Linked DNA regions of Zea mays: all the other regions are linked to region 1. The links are chromatin contacts, called in public Hi-C maps. All regions are on one chromosome and are shown on one strand. The core of a region is the stretch at or near the end of the contact, and the rest is flanking DNA. Distances in the headings are between cores, read along the strand shown. Region 1 holds the start of LOC100272342. Region 2 holds the start of LOC100283990 (RNA binding protein). Region 3 holds the start of LOC103634474 (photosynthetic NDH subunit of lumenal location 1, chloroplastic).

Region 1 (3,925 bases), core at 1,241-3,740:
GGGTTCTTGAAGTAGATGCAACCTGTACAATTTGGATAGAAGCATACAAACAACTGCCGCCCATGGTGACCTTGGTATTAGTATTATGTGTTTTAGTTGTGTAACTGGGCACTTTGAACTGATTTTTTCGACTTTTGATGTGAGGTTAATTGAACTAGTTTGCATGATTAGCATTGCCATTGACCAAGGTTGCCTTCTAATCTGCATCTCTTTAAGATGTCATATACCTGCTAGCGTTTGTTTTTTTTTCCTGTCACCTTGTAAACAGGTGAGTTATGAGATGTACAGATTTTAGATGTTAGTCTGCTTCCATGTAAAGCCGATATAAGTGTGTCATTGACCAGCGAAAGGCAAGATGAAGTCCCTGTCATTTTCTTGAGGGGGGGACCTGTTGCATCGAAGCGTGACCAAGTGTGCTCCTGTTGAATTGAGTATGGATTTACCTGACACATTGATGATTCTGGATTCTTGTAGTGGACCAGTAGCATCCAAATGTAAGCTTTCCGGGCGAAAGATCCATGATTCGGATCATGTCATGGGCTTCATTTGCCGTTTTCTGCTCACACCTTACCTGCATAAACTAGAGTTAGCCACTAGTTTAAGCCTGAACGGGTTGATAGAATAGTGTCGTCACGGTCAATGTGGGTCATGCATCTCCTATCCGATCACTCGCAGGCAGCAAGCGCGGCATCATTGCCGGTTTGAAGAGAGAAACTATTGGTGCTGCCACAGCACCGGGTCAGAGTTGTCCTTGCATTCTTAATCTCGTGCTGCTGCCCTTGGCTGCTACTGCCATGACTTTGCGAGATGAAACAGTCGCTTCCTGGTGTGCAGAAGGCTGCTGCAGCTGCGAGGAGCGACAGGTTCTGAACTTCTGACTGACTTGTGAGACTCGTCGGCGGCAGGTGTGAATAGTAGTAGTATTACAGATGGCAGAGAGCTAGGGACGGCAGGCGCGGCCGTGACCAAGGTTTGCTGTGTTGAGGTCCTTACCTAGTTTTAAGAAGTTTTTATCTTTTCCATAGGAGAAGTCCGCTTCTTGGTTAATCTAGTTTTTATAAATTGATATGTTTGGTCTATAAAACAGTTTTTTAAATACTGGATACACGTAAACAGGGGGTTTCATATATGGAACAGATATCCTTTGACAGTCTTTTGGTAGTGTATTTTTAGCAGCGTATTCGGTTCCTGTATTCAAATGGCAGGCACCTTTTTACCTTTCCTCTGGTCATTTTGCAAGCTGCCCCCCTGTTTTCGTGAGCTTATATTAATTATATGCAGATATCAATATATGTCGTGAAGAATCTTGCGGCTCCGACTTGAGAGCAGCCTGATGTCTTCGGTCTTCCTACACGCCATTTTTATACTGGAAACTCTGGATCGGAAATCTGGACGAGGAAGTGCATCTGATCTGACCTTGCCTTTCTGAATTCGGAGGGTAGGAAGTTCCTCGTCTGACAATCTTCTCGGTTTTTGGATAATACGCGGCGGTTCGAGTCCCAACAGAATCTGCATAAAGTACTTACTCATTTTGTAGAAAGTAACACGCATTCCTGGGCGATCTTTAGACATCAAATACGGTTCTTCCTTGGCCGTAAAGGCAAGCCAAATTTACCAAGCTTGACTCTGGATAAAGCAAGCGACAAAGCTAAAGTGATCTATACTATGCTCTGGCCGTATCAGTATGCATGGGAGAACTCTGCCACGCGCCCACGCCAGCTCTCCTCTAACCCTCTCCAATCTGTTAGTGATCCAAGTAGACAGCTCTACTATTTTTTTCCCTATATATAGTTGGTGACGTTTGAGGAAAACAAAAATTTCCTCCCATAGATTTTAGATCTGTGACGTTTGAGGAAACAAAGCGCGGCCGGACGGAGGTGGATCGAGCAGGAGCAGCGCTGATGCGACGCGTCCCGATAAACAATTGGCCGGCCTCCTAACCTGGCTGGCTGCTCGATCCGATCTCTGGCGAGAGGACGGCAAAAAAAAAAAAACTCTTTTTGTCCGAGCTCCAACACTGGTCAACCGGGTTCAAACCCTACGCCGTGACACTCGTCAGCACGGGAGAGCAAGCGACAGAGCGAGACAAGAGCCTATGCCACAATCTAATCTGCCACTCCAATCTTTTACAACGAGGTGCCCGGCAGTCGGCTGTCGAATAGGATACCAGGAGTACGTTTGAGAGTTGGAGTGGCAGCAGCGAATCACATTCGTGGTTAGTTAGCACGCGGGATTAGTGATGGCTGATGATGAGTAAGTACGTTCATCATCGTGTAAGAAGTCAAAGGGGTTTGCTGAGTTGGACAGGGAGAGGAAAACAAAAGCCTGAAACGGCAGGATCATCAGCGCTAGCTAGAGTTTCTGTTTTATTTATTTATTAGAGCATGGGTATTTATGGTTATTGGGGGGGCTACTGTACTAATGAATCCCCCTGCCTTCTCTTTCTCTTTCTCTATCTACCGAGCCGGCAAAGGACTCCACTGGGTTCGGGCTCCTCCTTTTCCGTTGCCCCGGCGTGCTCCTCTTCTCTTCTCTTCTCTGCCTGCCCATCCGCACATCCATCCACTAATATTGGCAGAGCGGCGTCCGAGTGGAAACGGCAGCAGACGAAAAGCCCAAGCAGACCACGCATTGATCGCAGCTCATCATCAACCATCAATCATCATCATCACGGCGGCGCGCACGTCGTCGTACTGCTCTGCTAGCCAGCCCTTTGTATTTAAGCCGACGCTCTGCTGGGCTCGCTTCTCCCTTCCTCTCCGCTCGTCTCCGCTAGCTAGCTGCACCATCGTGCATGCGTTCCCGGCCGCCGCGCCGCCCGCCTGCAGGACCCGCGCTGCCGATCGACGTCGGTGCACAATGTGGAACTGCTCGTCGCTCCTGCTGCAGTACGGCGACGACTACGGTACGTTCTCCTAATACCGTCCCACGATCCTCAGCTCCTCGTCGCGTTTCCGTCTGGAATACATATTCATCGATCGATCGTGGCTTCTCTTCGGTGCGCGCAGCAGCCAGGTGCGAGAGCTCTAGTTCACCGGCAGGAGCTGTGGGCCTGGACAGGATGTGAGTTCTATACTTGTACCTCCCTTCCATGTCGTCGCTGCAGTGCACTGGTTTCGTTCGGGAGTTTTGGGTGTTCTTCCTGGACATTCTCGTCGTGTGTCACTCCCAAGTAACTGGAATTTGTTTCTGCGCTGTGAGCAGACTAGCGGCGGAGTATGGCCGGTTCGATTCTCTGGACCTGTCGCCGCCGCCGCCGCTTCACGGTCTTCAGGCGCAGACGCTTTTTGCTATTCACGGTTCTTCAGAGAACTGCCTAGGTACTTTCCTCTCTGTATCTTTTGTTTGTGCGTGTTGATGTGTTCGTTCAACGACGTCGTCTCACACTGACTGTGCATGAGTGAGCCAGGAATAGGCGCGAATCCAATCTACAGCACCGAGGCCCGGCCCGCGTTCTCGCAGCTCAGCTTCACCCAGCCAGCTGCTGATACCGCTGCCGTAATCTTCTCGAAACCTTCTATAGCTAGTATAATGCATGCTGATGGTTCTATTCTATATATTGAAACTTATGCATGCCTGTTTCTGTCATGTCAGCACTACTCGATGAAATGGACGGCAGCGGGGGAGACGGCGACCGGTGGCGGGGGAAGCCGTCTCAGGGGATCGAAGAGGCTCAAGACAAAGACGCCAGCCACAGCACAAGGTCCACAGCACCACGGCCAGCGGTGCAGTCCGAAACCAACAACAAGTCAGTCTATCAAGGTAACCAAGGCGGTTTGTGTTTATTTGTTGATACTTGATACCTGCCTGCCTGCCTAGTCATGGACATCAACATCACCTGGACGTTCTGGATTCTGAATGTTTTTTCTTTCTTTTTTGTTATTGCTTTGTGCAGGCACCACCATGTAAGAGGAGCCAGAAGCTG
Region 2 (3,858 bases), core at 1,299-3,798, 150 kb after region 1:
ACTGATGTCTGTTTTGAGATAGACAGACCTTGTGCAACATGCCAGACATGAAAGTAGGTGGGAACAAGTCATCCAAGCAAGAACATTAAGACTAGAATCACCCTCATCATCAGAACTCAAAGAAACATACATTCGTTGCCCTATCCACCACCGAGGCCGAGTATGTTACCGCAGGTCATTGTTGCGCACAACAACTTTGGATGAGGCAAACCCTCCGGGATTTCAGCTACAATTTGAGCAAAGTCCCACTCCTATGTGATAATGAGGGTGCAATCCGCTTGGCGGATAATCCCGTTGAACACAGTCGCACTAAGCACATAGACATCCAATGTCACTTTCTAAGAGACCACCAGCAAAGGGGAGATATCAATGTTTGCCATGTTAGCACCGATCACCAGCTAGCTGATATCTTCACTAAGTCTTTAGATGAGAAAAGGTTTTGTAAGCTGTGTAGTGAGCTAAATGTCTTAGATTCATGGAACTTGGATTGATCTATAGCATGCATGTAGTTTTATGCCCTTGATCATGTTCTTAATTATATTTATTGCTTATTTTGGTGCTCAAGTTGTAGATTTTCATCCTCGGACCTCACAAGTCCTTGTGCAAATAATGCATATGTTTAGGGGGGATATGCTACAACTTGACCCTTTGAGACTAATATGTTTGCTTAAGTGATTTTGTTGTGGTCTCAAAGATAGATTGAAAAGGAATGGTGGACTTGGACAAGGGAAAAGGCTTCCACTGCATAATGGTTATCCATAACGGTATCAATGTACCTTGTTCAAGTTGCCCTTGGTGTTCATTGCCTTCTTGCTCTTAAATTACCTTGTTCAAGTTGCCCTTGGTGTTCATTGCCTTCTTGCTCTTAAATTCACAATTTTTGGTGAGGCAATGAGGTTTAAGGCTACTAGTTTTCCATTTTGGTGCTTAATGCTAAAGGGGAGAAATTAAGGCCAAAGCAACTGGATCAACCACCACTTGTGTATTTCAAAAAGTATTATGTTTTAAACTTGTCTTTTTGATCAAAACCCTCTTAACAGCAAGAGGAGCCCTCTGATTGCAAAAGATGCACATCTTTCCTTAGTGTAAGGTAGGTTGGTGTTTACACCTTAATATGTTCCAAGTGGCTTTGTGAAGCAATGATGTTGTCCTACAGAACATATTTAGAGGAACATACCTATATGGGTTAACTGCTAGTCACAGTTTATGAGATCTGGTTGGTCTCTAGATACCCATGAAATGCTACGGAGTTTGACTTATATGCTCCAACCAGAGGGGATGCGCTCAACAATCTAGTACTGGTAAAGAGTTTAGATGAAACTTATTCCACGCAAAACTGTCAATTCAAGGTCTAGTCCATTGTGCAGTTGTGGTCAAGTGTAGTCTAGATTCTAGGTAAATGTTCAACTTAACAATCTCCATCGAAACACCAGTATATCAAACGTTTGAGATGATGACATCATTTTAGTGTGAGTTGGAATTTGGTGGGGATTGTTTAATTAATGTGGGCCTGGTCCATATTAATATTCAATAATAGTCAATGCTAAAGGCTCACTTTAATGCTACGGTGTACTAGTACTTTAGTACCATACCGGAAGTTCAAGCGACAATTCAATCAACTTAATAGGTGGACCATTAGTGCATCTATTGAGAAGGTGAGAAAAGGATGAAGGACTGCCACACGTGCGCGCCGCCGGCCGGGCCATGGTCGTGGCCGTGGGTGTGGTATATGTATATCGGACCTTGGTCCGAATATTCCTTTCTAACGGTTGCACATTTTGTCTAGAGTGATGACCGTCCATTACGGTCGTCCGTTACTGGCTGTTTCCTGTGTTATGGCTAGTAACTGATGGATTGTAATGGTTGTCAGCTAGTAACGGACGTCACTGATGGCGTCAGTTTCTGGCTGGCTGTAACGGTAGCTCTGATGGCGACCGTTACTGTCTGTTGGCCTCCCTCTACGCGTGTATATATATACGGAGGTGGGGCTGCTTCTGGTGATGACAGCACAATGAACAGTCTCAGACGCATTGCACACAGTCATTCCCGTCCCACCTTCTGCGAGCACAGAGTGTGGAAGAGCATGCCTCCGAAATCGTCGTCTGCAGAGCGACACTTGCACGGGTGTGCAGGCGATCATATTTTTGGGGAGCGTACTCGCGACTGCTCGCTTCGTCCGCTCAATCATCACTGGTCAACTTCCTCAGCGCTGGCACCGTTCGAGGGACTGCACTACGTGCATCTGACTGCATCGACTGCATACGACTAAACATACACACAAGATGTCTCGTGTGAATGGAGTCACTGATACCTTCAGCATCGATCCCTCCGTAGGGTACAATCCGTTCTTTGTAGTTATACATATTTTACTATTATTTATTATTTATGTGAGTAGTGATACACATATGCATATACATATCGTCACATACTTCACTGTGATTTTTTATATTAAATTAAAACTAAAATTGTTTATTTTTTATCAACCTAAAGTCCTAAAGAGGCAAGCCAGAGAAAGTATGTAGCCGAACCTCCGCCCGCCCGCGACCCAAAAGCCGAAAGCCCGAAACCAGAGGCGGGTAGGGTTCTAGCTGCAGGCGACGGCCATGGCCGCCTCCGCCGCCGCCCCGGCGCTGCTTCGACGCCTCTTCTGCAGCTCTATTCCAGCCTCCTCCTCCGTACTGCGCGCTACCTTTTGCTCCTCCGCCGGCTTCGGCTCGTCTTCTCCGTCCTCCATATTCGGCGACGCCACCGAGGTCGCCAACGTGCCACCGCTCACCACGCCCAACCTCTTCGTCAGTGGTAACGTCTCTCCGCTTCGCCCCGTCCCACCAAACTCGTCGCACTAATACAAAACAGGTGTGTGCGTGAATTTAAAGCTGCGGGCACTTGGATACCTTAATGCTATGTTTGTGAGCAATCCATTTGGGGAACTAGGGATAACCAGTAAGCTTTATCGATGAAGCACAGCATTTAAACCTGTTACAGACTCCTAGTTTGCATCCCATCCTGCAGCTCTTGTGCCGTCAAATCCTATTGCACCTGTGCGTTTTGCTTGATTTTCTTTTTACCAGTGCATAAAAATGGCCGTGTTCCATGTCCATCGGTTGTAGTTTGCCGCTATGCTCAGTAATAAACACTTCTCTCAGTAAGAAGCAGCTCCCAGTTCATTTTCACCTGTAGGTTTTCCATAAAAATAAACTGCTTTGAGGGTCCTGATTTACATTAACTTGGGCGCAGGCCTTTCAAGGTTAACGACAGATGAGAAGCTCCAGGGTGCATTTGCTCCTTTCGGGAGGCTCCTTGAAGGTACACGGGAAGCTTTCTTCGAGTAGTTATGTTCAGGCCTCTGTTCATCCTGTTCCTCACTCTTAATTGTAGTGTGCTTTTGTGTTACTGTGTGCAGCAAAAGTGGTGACGGATAGAGTTTCTGGGAGGTCAAAGGGTTTCGGTTTCGTGAGATATGCCACCATAGAAGAGGCCGAGAGAGCGCGGCAGGAGATGAACGCCAAGTTCCTGGATGGATGGGTCATCTTCGTTGACCCTGCCAAGCCAAGGCAGCCAAAGCCCGCTCCTCAGCAGGACACTGGTTCATCGCATGCTGGCTTCACGACGAACAAGACTGTAGGATGGTGCGGCTAGGCTCATTGATCTGTCGCGATATTTCACGGCACAAAACTTGGATTGCAGGGGTGGATCTAGGGGTGTTAGTCACCCGGATAAAATTTATAAATTCTTTAGAAAAACACAGTTAAAGTTCAAGAAAATTTGTATCATGTAGCAAACCTGACCTTGCTACCCGATAATATTTTTGGTTAGATTCGCCATTTATTGGATGGTGGGCAGCCGAACCGAGAGTTC
Region 3 (3,631 bases), core at 900-3,399, 170 kb before region 1:
CCTTGTGCGGCCACTCAGTCAGGGGCCCTTTTCGGCACATGAAAAATGCTGGGAGTTGCCGCCCTGTTGCTGTTCCGAGTAAGCCGACCTGGTCTTCTTGACAAAAAAATAAAAAAAATAGCTTGCAGATCCAAGTAATTCTGGAAATAGTTAGCAAGTTTGGAGGGCATTGTAATTGTTGTAATATATGAGCTGAAACATTCTTTCAGAGGCTCGTGCTTGTGGTGTCTCTCGCCTCTGTAATATTAGTGTTGCACCGACATGTTCACGGAGCGTGTAATTTTGGGAGCCACGAACCGACAGCAATGCAACCACATTCCCCCCCCCCCCCCCCCCCCCCCCCCCCCCATCTTTCGCTAAACAAGTTGCCGCACCATGCTCATGAGGCCGTCACAGAAGCAAGCGATCACGCCGTCAGGTCCGAGATCTTGAAGGAGTCCGCGACGACTTTGAGCCTGTTCCGCAGCCTGCTCCACCGGCGCTCGTTCGCGGTCACGATCAGCGTGTAGTACCGACCTAGTTAGAGCAAAAAACAAACAAACAAACAGAGTTTCATCTCTCTCTATTTCAACGCGAAGCGAAACACATGAACGTTTCCCGTTCATAGGTATCATACCGTTTCCAATGGCGACCGTCGCAAACGCAGAAACGCCGTAGCCCGGAGCCTCCAGATCGTACTCAAACGTCCAGTAGTTCTTGCCGTCCACGGTGCGCTGCAAAAATAGTAGGATAGGCCGCTTATTTCACTAGCACCATTTTTTTTATTTTTTTGCTCAGAGTTATCCAACTAGATTTGGCAACTCCAAACAAATGATAATTGCATGCATAAAGCGATGAACAGATGACAGACCTCTTGCATGTCGTAGATCGACGGTATTTGGTTCGGGGCAGCGTAGACGTTGTTTACCAGGTTGAAGATGGCCTGGTGTAATGTGGAAAAAAAAACATATTCATCACATCAGCAAAAGTGATTATCAGAGCTAAAACGTATATAATTTAAACGGAGGAGAGAGTATGTGTTTTATCTTTTGTGCCTAATCAAAGTGAAGAACACATAGTTTTTCCATAAAAAAGAAGAAGAATACATAGTCGAAAGAAGGAAACAAAACCCCCACCTCATCCATCGGTCCTAGGTCGCGGATGTCTGTTTTCTCGGTAGGAATGAACCCCACACGAACACACTGAAGGGCCAGGTTGCGGTCTTTGAACGCAGAATCATGACCCAAGAAGTCGAAATCCTATCCAGGGACAAGGGAACGAAGGCACCATGAAAATCACCCTACAGTTCTTAACTGTTCAAGAATCGATCGCATGGCGCCAACCTACCCTCCATTCAGCTGGATAAAGGTACGAGTACCCGTCTTTCGCGTCCACGTACGACTTGTAATTCTTCGGCACCTCTGAACAGCTCCGATCAGTGTCAAACAGGTAAGAAACGCAAAAAAAACGCTGCTCGAGGACACCGTCCTAGTCCGATCCTGATAGATACAATGCCAGGCCATCTATATAGGGATGATCGTTACCTTCAGCGAACGCAGCAGAGCTTGTCCTCAGTAGGCCAGTGGCTAACGCTCCAGCACCAAGCAAAGCTAGCCGTCTCTTCGTGACCTCTATACAAGCGGAGAGATGTTATGAACCAGGATTCTGTCGACCACTAGATGCATGAACGGAAAAAAAACAACAACAACAACAAAAGGGGGGGTTACTGGTGTCGTCCAAAGATCCTTGGATCGAGCTCGCCGCCACAGCTGAGGGAGGAGCCCTGTTCAGTTTGGTAGTCGCCGCGCAATTTGGCACAGCCAGCTGGAAACAAGCAACGGGTTCAAGCTGTTATTACTCCTCAGAACTGCAGGGAAAGTAAATGAATTCCAGAAAAAAACAGTGAGGAAGGGGCTTGAGCACGTACTTGTTTGGATACGGAGCAGACCAGGTTCTGCAGGCTCGCCATTTCGGCTTCAGTTGTTCAGGGTAGCGCTGAGCTCGAGGGAGAGTTCTGTGAAGCTTGTTACCCCCATCGTCAGTTATCCATAGCTGCTGGACACGCTCGAGCTCACTTTTCCACTATCGAGTGGGTGGTGGAACCGTGGAAGGGCTCGCTTTTCCCCTATCGAGTGTGTGGGTGGAAGCCAAGGCAGCCAAGTCAGCATGCTCATTATCCTCTCATTTCAGCACTCTTGCTTCTTTGTCTTGGACAGAGCACTGGCTGACAAAAATGGGCGTCCCTCTCAACAGGCAAACAGCCCTTCTGGTGGGTAGGTCGTTGATGACCCAAGACGAACTGTTCTGAATACAGTGATTTTTATGCCAAAAAAACAAAATTTCCAGGTTACATAATTTCATGACACCATGATAAGCGATATACAACAACGGCCACAATTATTCAATGCTAGTAAGCCTGTTGCATAATGCAGCTAGGTTTATTTGTTTTTTTCCTTAGTTGATTTATTAGTTTTTTCTTAGCTAATTGATAGTTGATCAATTAGTTCCCTTTTTTAACTAATTGATAGTTGTTTGTTAGTTTCCTTTCTTAACTAATTGGTTGATTTTTCCTTAGTTAATTGATAGTTAATTAAATAGTTTCAATAGTGTTTGAATGAGAGTCACGTACGAACGAGGTAAACACCAGAGTAGTTTTTGGTGGCGGCGTGATGCTAAAAAATCGAGGGGCGCCTCATCCCATGTTGACCTTAAACCAAACACAGTAAAAGACACTAGGCGCCATTCAAATCCACAACACATCAATAATCTTATAAGTTTTACCGAGCAAGCACTAACATGGCACCGGCCTAGGATTTAGGCAGCATGGCCATGGCCCGTGGCAGGACGTGCTGCAGCTTGAGCTGATGATTTATTACTTCCTTTCACTGCAAGGCCTTTTGCTCGCCAAACTATGACCATAAGTGCCGGAGCCGGAGCCGGAGCTTCTCCCCTGGCTTGAGTCTGCGGTGGCCGGAACCGGAACGACATCCTGCGGCGATTCTGCGACGTCCACCAAGAACATGTCAGGGTCGAAATGCTCCTGGCTCGAGCTCGAGGAAGCGAAGCCAAGCAGCGACGGCTGAACGGCGCAGGTGTCCAGAGACGAGTCGATGCTCCTGTGGCCGAAGCCGCTGGACGACGCAACGCAGTAGTAGCCAGTTCCCGCACGGGCACGCTGCCCCCGCGGCCCGAACGCGGCAGGAGCGAGTGCCTGGGCCTGGGCCTGGGCCTGGGCCTGGATGTGCTCGTAGCCGGTGGCGGCGAACGCGTCAGGCCGCGCGACTCTGGAGCACGATGCTCCGGGAACCGCCGCCTTCATCCGGGCGTTCCTTGCCTGGAGGTCCGCGAGCAGCATCCTCGCCTGGTTCCTGGCCTCGTCCCTTTCTTGCATCCTCCTCCGTGCGAGCGTGGCCAGATGCCAGATTGCATCGTCAGCCTCCGCAGACAAAGCGAGGATCTTTTGCCGCTCCAGTCTGGCCCAGCCAAGTTGCTCCTCCAGAACTCTGCGCTCCTGCCAGCAGAACGAGCAAGGGCAAAGCTATTTGATTTAGTAGTACGAACTCTGCGCTAATGGAATTGCAATGCAAACGTTGTCAAATTCATACGCTCCTTAGAACCCAAAATGCGTACGAAATCTCGACAACATGGTAAA

Evidence for each region. A called contact is a pair of places that touch in the nucleus more often than the background predicts.
Region 2: a contact with region 1 is called in a Hi-C map of leaf, with 4 times the contacts expected there. The contact joins the promoter of LOC100283990 here to the promoter of LOC100272342 in region 1. A contact is called at or near these places in 5 of 25 Hi-C or Micro-C datasets (ear, endosperm, leaf and 1 more).
Region 3: a Hi-C map of leaf shows a contact between it and region 1, with 2.0 times the contacts expected there. The contact joins the promoter of LOC103634474 here to the promoter of LOC100272342 in region 1. A contact is called at or near these places in 4 of 25 Hi-C or Micro-C datasets (ear, leaf and root tip).

What each region holds. Positions count from the first base shown.
Region 1 is chr1:41,858,318-41,862,242 of Zm-B73-REFERENCE-NAM-5.0, reverse strand. It overlaps LOC100272342, which reads left to right and starts at 2,490. Exons shown (of 9, transcript NM_001146825.1): 1 at 2,490-2,905; 2 at 3,009-3,063; 3 at 3,205-3,320; 4 at 3,410-3,498; 5 at 3,595-3,762; 6 at 3,896-3,925. The coding sequence starts at 2,860.
Region 2 is chr1:41,704,220-41,708,077 of Zm-B73-REFERENCE-NAM-5.0, reverse strand. LOC100283990 (RNA binding protein) reads left to right here and starts at 2,548. Exons shown (of 3, transcript NM_001156888.2): 1 at 2,548-2,799; 2 at 3,238-3,306; 3 at 3,404-3,824. The coding sequence starts at 2,604. The coding sequence ends at 3,639.
Region 3 is chr1:42,029,396-42,033,026 of Zm-B73-REFERENCE-NAM-5.0, reverse strand. It overlaps LOC103634474 (photosynthetic NDH subunit of lumenal location 1, chloroplastic), which reads right to left and starts at 2,149. Exons shown (of 8, transcript XM_020546054.3): 1 at 1,907-2,149; 2 at 1,707-1,803; 3 at 1,524-1,610; 4 at 1,327-1,400; 5 at 1,116-1,238; 6 at 851-922; 7 at 617-713; 8 at 110-516. The coding sequence starts at 1,948. The coding sequence ends at 407. LOC103644583 (ABC transporter B family member 20) reads left to right here. Exons shown (of 11, transcript XM_020546042.2): 11 at 1-229. It also overlaps a transcript of LOC103634473 not described here.